2 separate regions of the Sus scrofa genome follow, and region 1 is linked to region 2. The links are chromatin contacts, called in public HiChIP or PLAC-seq maps. All regions are on one chromosome and are shown on one strand. The core of a region is the stretch at or near the end of the contact, and the rest is flanking DNA. Distances in the headings are between cores, read along the strand shown.

Region 1 (3,817 bases), core at 30-2,529, 150 kb after region 2:
AAATGTGTATTATATGTTGAGTCAGAAGGCATTTGTACAGTTCAGCTGCCTGTTTCTGAAGTTAATTTAATTGGATCCACATTCTCCTTAAATAAAAATAGGGAAGTTCCAGTGTTGTCTCTGCAATGGCTCAGGTCACAGCCATGGCTCAGATTCAATGCCTGACCCAAGAACTTCCATATGCCTCAGGTGTGGCCAAAAAAAAAAAAAACAAAAACAAAAAAAAATGGGAACCACAAATGTGTCTTGTATTAGTCAAGGCACTCAATTATAATTTTCAGGAACCCAAATCAAACTCAGTCAAGTCAGAAAGTTTACTTATTGGCTCATGGTTGCAGTAGCCTCAGTAGTGATTGAACCTGTGTCAAGATGCTGTTATCAGGAATCTCTCTCTTTTCATCCCTTTGACGTGATATCTTCATGTATTGGTAGGAGGTCTCTCCCTGCCCCCACATTGAGAGATCCAGGACCACATGGTCCATACAGCTTACCATCCCACGTCTTCCCAGCATCCTTAACTCTGAAATGGGATCTTTCATTGGCCTGACTGAAATAATGTATACTTCTGGACCAACCATTACATCCAGGAAATGGGATTCTCTCATGTACCAATTCATAGAAACAGATTGACAGCCCCAATAGAAGTCTGTATTTCTAGAGGCAGGCAGTTTCCAAAATGAAGGAATATGGGACAGAAAGGGGGGCGGGAGGGAAGCGGCAGCAGCAACAATTCGCCCTTGAAAAAAATAATCAAAATTCACTTTAGTACCCTCTTTTATTCTAATCCCACCGGGATATTTTGAGCTATGGTGAATGTGTATTTATTTCTGTGAAGAAAGAGTGGTGTGTTTCTAGATCAGCAGTTTGATCAAAACCCATCGCAGCCTTTCTGGTTTCTGTTCCTTCCAGAAGAACCAAACCACCCCTTAGTCAAACATGTGTGTTTACGATGCAATCAGTGTGATTAATACCTCAGTCTCTGTGTGAAGTCCCATTAATGAGCCTTTCCAAAAGGAAAGCCGTTACTCTCCTTGAGGTGTTTTCAGAGCTTAGGGTTTGGCAGGGCACCACAAAATACTCACCTAATGCAGTTTACTGGATCCTCTTAAGCCTATGGTTTGTACGTCTGGTGACTTCCAATTTGTGTGTGTGTGCATTTGTGTGTGGATGCCCTTGCGGTTTTATTTGGAAACAGTGTCTAAGCTCTAGGAAAACAGGGTGTTCCACACATGGTCAAAACTTGCAGCCCGCAGACCTGTTTTGTTTGGCTCCCACAGTTTGGGCCTGTTGAAAAGTGGGAAGTGTGGCAACTCTGGCCCTGTGTTGCCTCATGAAGGGAAAGGCTGGGGTACTTGGGTTTCTCTTGTCCGTAGCTGTTCAGCTCCTGATTGTCTTACGTTGGCCTAGTCCATTTAGGTTAACCTGGCTGGCCTCTGCAGCCCTTTGAATGCACGACCCTCCTCTTCCCCTTGGGGCATAATGTGGAAAAGCATAGTGTCTTTATGAACTGATAGGGGCAGACTCTGCTTTCTGAGGATTAATTCTTCAAAATTTACTGTAGAAGCAAATGAATTGGATTGTCCTGATGTTTCTTGTGAGCATGACAAGTGGTTTATGATTGTTGCACTTGGGGCAAATTCACTGAGCGGAATGGGATTCCCAGTGAAAGTAAGAGTTAAACCAGCCTTGTGAGAACCAGTAGATTTCCATAGATAGAGAAGGAGGGAAAGCTGTTCCACTATATTTCAAGATTGGAGAACAGAGTGCTTTGGTTATCACGCAGCTTCTGCTTGGGGATGAGCTGAAGGTGAAGCTGGAATTTGTATGCCGAGAGGCATTGAGAGCCAGCTGAAGGAGCTTGGATGCTGTGGGTGAGTTCATTTCAGTGAAATAAATATTTATTGAGTGACTTCTACATTCCACACATTTTGCCACGTGTGGGAAGTACAGAGATGAATAAGTCACAGTTAGCAGCTGTCTAGTGCGAGAAGCAGACTCTAACGAGTCATTTATACAAGGTGAAAAATCAGAGCCCTAACTTGGGAGTAACCTAGCCATCATTGCTGATTTGGAGCTCCTCTGTAGCCCTTTTCTCCACCATGAATAAGGAATTTGCTCTGATCTTCCATTGAGAGAAGGACATAAATTGACGCCTTGGTATCAAACCAAAAGAGACAGCTAAAGAAACACATGTATAATTCTGTATAATTCTCTGCCTCTGCACAAACTTATATATACTTAGAAAGTCCAAAGTTGAGTGGAAAAGGTTTAATTAACTAAAAACAATTCTATCTACTCAGTGAAAAGATCAAAGTTGAGGGAGAATTTCATCCAAGCTTATAAAAGCGTAGGCAGGACAGCTAAACGGAACATGAGCCTTTCCACCAAATCTTAGGCAACTGGAAATAATGGACACCACTCAAAACTGTAGGAAGCCTTCTTGTAAGAGAGCTTCCATGCTAAGAGCCCATAGCCCTTGTCTGGCTACAGATGAATTTCCTTTGCTCTACAGTGCTTGTTTTTTGTTTTTGTTTTGTTTTGTTTTCAAATTGTTCTTGTCATCTAAAATTTTTTTGCATGAAGACATGGACTACCAGCTGCTACAAAATTAGAAGATCTTATTATACTAGGCCTTCATTTCTCTGGCTTGAACTGAGCAGTACATACTCCCCTTAGACACAGGGTATGTGCTTCCTGTTTGCCACACTCCCCACTCAGCCCACTTGCCTATTGTCATGACTTGCTTGGCCCTGGAAGATATTTGAGTTTGCCACACCTGGCTTAAAACAAAGAGGAACGCATAAGCGTTTGTGAAGTGGCCTCAGTATATTCCTAAGTTGTAAAAGTTGGAAGTAAAGGTATGAGAAGGGCTTGATTTGATTTGTGGCTGACGCAGATTCATAATGGATTGTGACATTTATTGTCACTTCACAACTTTACATTTGCCTGTTAAACCTTTTAAAATGAGCCTTTGGTTTCATTATGCAGTAAACTTGCGTCAAGGATACCTCAGTCTTATGATCCCAACTTCTAGTCAGCCAGCCCACAAATGGTAGCATCCACTGTGTATTGTGTGCTCACAGAATAAGAGCAGGGCCTTCTGCTCATACAACTCTACTTCCAATTTTTTTGTTTTCTTTTTTTCTTCACCTAACAGTATAACGTTTTATTAAAACTTTTAAATGATACATTTAAAAAAAATTACTTTTACAGGCAGCACTTTGAAAGCCACCTAAATCTAAATGATTATTTATACCTTTCTCACTATAAACTTTTTTTTTTTTTTTTTGTCTTTTTTGCCATTTCTTGGGCCGCTCCCACGGCATACAGAGGTTCCCAGGCTAGGGGTCTAATCAGAGCTGTAGCTGCCGGCCTACACCACAGCCACAGCAACGCAGGATCCGGCCTACATCACAGCCACAGCAACGCAGGATCCAGCCTACACCACAGCCACAGCAACGCAGGATCCGAACCACGTCTGTGACCTACACCGCAGCTCACGGCAACACCAGATCCTTAACCCACTGAGCAAGGCCAGGGATTGAACCCGCAACCTCATGGTTCCTAGTCGGATTCATTAACCACTGCGCCACGACAGGAACTCACTATAAACATTTTCCACACTCTTCCCAACTCACTGTTACACAGCCTTGTCCACTTTCTCAAAGTTTATTGTTAAGTGAAATAAGTGGGGGAGATTAAGAAGCACAGACTTCCAGTTACAAAATAAATGAGTCACAGGGATGAAGTCTGCAGAATGAGGAATATAGTCAGTAATTATGTAATATCTTTGTGATATGTGACAGATGGTAACTAA
Region 2 (4,066 bases), core at 638-3,137:
ATTTATAATGTAATTTTATAAAAGCTTCTAAATATTTGGTTCATACTCTTTTATTTTAACTTTGTACTTTTATATAAGGGATGATTGGGATAAAGAAATAGTTCTTTCTTAATATTTTTATCCTGTCATATGAAAGAAATTTCACATTTTATATAAAGGAAAGAAAATTTCAAGATTATAGCTTCTTGGGTACATAATTAAGATAGTATTTAATAGCTAGCCTCATTCTGTCTCTCTAATCAAAATTATCTACCTCCAAATACCGATTTTTAAAATTCCTTCATTGCATAATATAATCAAGATAATTTCCTCCCTTATTAGACTAAGTAAGACACTTTGATAACAGTCTCCTTTTTTGAGTTTCTTAGTTTTTAATGCAAAAAGTGTACTCTATGAATGTCAAAATTTTGTTTATTTCAGGAGGAAGTCCCTTAAGAAAAGGCTATAGTCTATACAATTGGCTGTTAAGGGACTAAACTAATTGGTAACTTGAACAACTCAAACAATTATACAGTTTGATATGTGGCCAAAAAAACGTGTGAGCTTTATAACGTCTGAGCTCCTTTGTATTGAGATTTTTCTTGGCATCTTAATTTTACTTCTGAGGTTCTTCAGTTTATTAGATTCTTCTGATTAAGCCTCAGAGAAAGTAGGTGTCATCTCTCTTTTTGTCTGAGTTATAGATGAGTTGGGTTTCTATAAAGCACCTCTCACCCCCACCTTGTGTTGCATTTGATCAAGAGTTAAGCAGATCATAAACAGATTCTTTGTTCACTTTCCATGATTAGTTGTGTCCTCTGATTCCATATTTTAGCAGATCCTCTAGGTGTCACATGAAGTTTTTGTTTTGTTTTGTTTTTGGAGAAGGATCAGGATTTTTAAAATGCTGGTAGCTGGTTTATTGTATGATTTTCAAAAATAATATTTACAATCATTCTGACAACCAAAGATTACAGTATTGAGCAAATCCATACCTGAAGGACCTCTATTGCTTAAATGACTATGGGCTTCCTTAACTTTTTTCTTTTGGGTGGTACCAGTTCTTTTTGAGGATTGAGGAGGGAATATTTGGTTAACTCTCAGAGAGATGGATCATTCTCCTGAGGGTCATTTGGTTGCTTTGTGCCTCGGTCCTTGAGAACCAGCTTATAAAGTGTATGAATGTCTTTAAGAGATCTCTCACTTTAGGCACTGCCTTTCTGGTGCCTGGCACATAGTACTGGGATGATAAACATTTGTTAAATGGATGATTGAAATAAGGAATGAATTATTTTAAGTTTGAAAAATGGAGCTCACTTGAGCCAGGCCATGCCATCTGGTTGAAGGGTACTTATAGCTCTTAAGTAGTATCATTTTGACATGGTACAGGAGAGGTGACTGTCACTGCACTTGATGCCATCCTATGTGTCCATAATGCTTACAAGAACAGATGATTTAAAATAGGTGTGATTTTTGCCTGGATCTTGATTTAGCAACAGAAGCTCTTAGAGGATAAGCTGCCTACTTTTTCTAGCTTAGAATCAAAGATAGAATGCTCTAGATACATATCATAGCAGCATTCATATTCATCTGTTTGCTGACATCATGCTTTCTTTATTATGAACTATTTGCTTAGTCTTTCACCAAGGCAATTGAATGCTAGGCCTGTATGTTTTCATTTCATGATCATTTGGAAAAATAAGTGAGATGTAAAGCATCTTAATTTTGACAATTTTTCAAGTTAAAGGAAGAAAAATTGCTCATCTTTACATACATTATAAAGCTTCATTATGGGGAATCTAAAATATGGCACAAATGAACCTGTCTACAAAACAGACTCACAGACATCGACAGCAGACTTGTGGTTGCCAAGGCGGAGGGAGGAAGGAGTGGGATGGACTGGGAGTTAGTAAATGATGACTGTTACATTTAGGATGAATAAGCAACAAGGTCCTACCCTACAGTACAGGGAACTAACTATATCCAGTCTCTTGGCATAGACCATGATGGAAGATAATGTGTATATATATATGTACACATATATGTATGACTGGGTCACTTTGTGGCACAGCAGAAATTGGCACAACATTGTAAATCAACTACATTTTAATTTAAAAAAAGAAAAGGGGAAAAAAACCCTTCATTTTAAAATTACACCAATTAAGATATACATGCAGTAAAGAAATGAAAATGTCTGACATCCTCATGTCATTCTCAGTGTCCTAGAATTCAAATTTTCTGGGCAAGTGTTACAGCGAAGAACAACAGAGCAGAATGCTAACGTTTACTGAGAATTTATGTTACTGAATGTTCACAGTCACCAGCATGTTAGTATCCAAAGCAGAAAATCCCAGCAAGGAAGAAAAGAGAATGGAGCAAAGTGGAGAGGGGAGGAAAGGAGTAAAAATAATTTTTGTATGCAGCACTAGAGGCACTAGTAAGATGGTCCCTGTGGCAAGTGAAAAATCACTTTGGACCGAGAAGGACCACAGCTTGGCCAGTGTTTCAAGAAGATTTCTCTTGCATTCTTTCCTCTAAATCCAACTAAATTTCATGTTCTAAAAATTATTGGCTACTGTGAATTTAAGTCCTTTGATATTGCACCAGTGGTTTAAGGACTATAATTCTCTTTTCTTCACATCATCAATTATGTAGACTTTTTTCATGTTCAAAAATCCTTCTAATTTAATATCCTAACAACACGCCAATGTGGATTTTTTTGACACAAATAATAATAATAGCTAAATAAGAGTTGCTGAGCTGGTAGTGTGTGGTGGGCACTGGGTCATTCGATGTCATTCAGTCTTCATAACATCCCTGCGAGGGGGATGTGGATTGAGTTGTTATCCCAGTTTTGCACATGGGGAGAGTGAGGCTCAGAGAGAGGTTACGTTCTTTGGCCAAGGACACCCAAGTTGCAAGTGGTCCCATTGGGATTTGGACCAACTTGGTTCAACTCCTGAGACTCAGCTCTGCCCTCTTTATGGGTAAGGCTTATGTGTCTGTTTACAGAGTCTAACATCATCAAGTTTTTGTGCTACTTAAATAAAAGAGGTGTTGATACTGCATTTATTCTATCTGTCATATTGCATGTGAATGAGCCCAAACTTCTCATCTAAAACTTTCTTCTATCTCTCAAGCATCTTTACCTGGATATTTTTTTTTTCAGTGCATGAAACTCCTCATCTCAATACACCCTACTCTCCCTGCCCCAGATATATGGTATTGAAGGATCGATGACTAAATACATACATATTTCATTTTTGTATCTCTGTTATTATTTTCTTATGGAATTCTGGAATAGCTTCTACTCTTAAGGTTCAGGAGACTTTGGATGGTCATCCATTCCTATTCTGGAGTTCCAGAACTTGGTCTCTCTAAGCAGCTGCACACCCCTGCTGTACTGCAAGGTGCACAAGAGCCGACCCTGTGTCTGGCATGTTATTCCTGTAGCCCGATGTATCATGTGGTCCCTGGCTGGCCCAGATCAGGTACTTGTTCAATATTTGCTGACCGACTAATGGCTACCCTTATACTGTTGCCAACTGGCAGATCTTGCAGCCAATGTAGAGCGATAGCATCCTTGTGTTCACGTGGGAAATTACAGATTCCCTGTACCTGACTCCACTGGGTCCTAACTCAGAGGGACCTAGTCCTCTCTGCGGAATTGCTCTTTATGCCCTTTCACACTTCTCATTTGTTCTTTAGTTTATACTGTCTCCTAAGTCCAGAATGAGAGCCTTCCTGCTGTCTCCATCCATTTCAATAAGGCTAAAAGTTTGCTAGTTAGCAAGACCTGTATAACCTCCTCTGGTGTTCCCTCGTGGCTCAGCAGGTTAAGGATATGGCAGTGTCACTGCTGTGGCTCAGGTTCCAACCCCAGCCCAGGAACTTTTGCAATGCATAGATGTGGCTAAAAAAATAAAAAAGAATTATCTGCTCCATGAATTCACAATTTTCAGACAGAGGTAATTGCTCTTAGCTGTGTCTCCCAAATGCTAGAATGTTGGAAATGCTATAACCTGCCTCGTGTTTCTGAAGGGGAGGACCCTGGAGATCAGCTGGGTTGAACATGCTCACCAGTTTA

What was found. HiChIP or PLAC-seq counts read pairs in DNA pulled down with a chosen protein or histone mark.
Region 1: a contact with region 2 is called in an H3K27ac HiChIP or PLAC-seq map of alveolar macrophages. The contact joins two enhancer-like sites. A contact is called at or near these places in 1 of 47 Hi-C or Micro-C datasets (embryonic fibroblasts) and 1 of 2 datasets of contacts at active chromatin or transcription factors (alveolar macrophages).

Annotation. Positions count from the first base shown.
Region 1 is chr5:28,529,387-28,533,203 of Sscrofa11.1, forward strand. The region is part of intron 8 of SRGAP1 (SLIT-ROBO Rho GTPase-activating protein 1); the gene reads left to right. Among named protein-coding and RNA genes, the nearest start is that of XPOT, 150 kb to the right of the region's middle. Within about 2 kb of position 1,280, at least 7 of the 83 cell types and tissues checked have an H3K27ac peak or open chromatin away from gene starts, as enhancers often do. A contact at or near this core is called in alveolar macrophages, where this site is marked.
Region 2 is chr5:28,375,589-28,379,654 of Sscrofa11.1, forward strand. All of the region lies in intron 1 of SRGAP1 (SLIT-ROBO Rho GTPase-activating protein 1), which reads left to right. Among named protein-coding and RNA genes, the nearest start is that of SRGAP1, 77 kb to the left of the region's middle. Within about 2 kb of position 1,888, at least 2 of the 83 cell types and tissues checked have an H3K27ac peak or open chromatin away from gene starts, as enhancers often do. A contact at or near this core is called in alveolar macrophages, where this site is marked.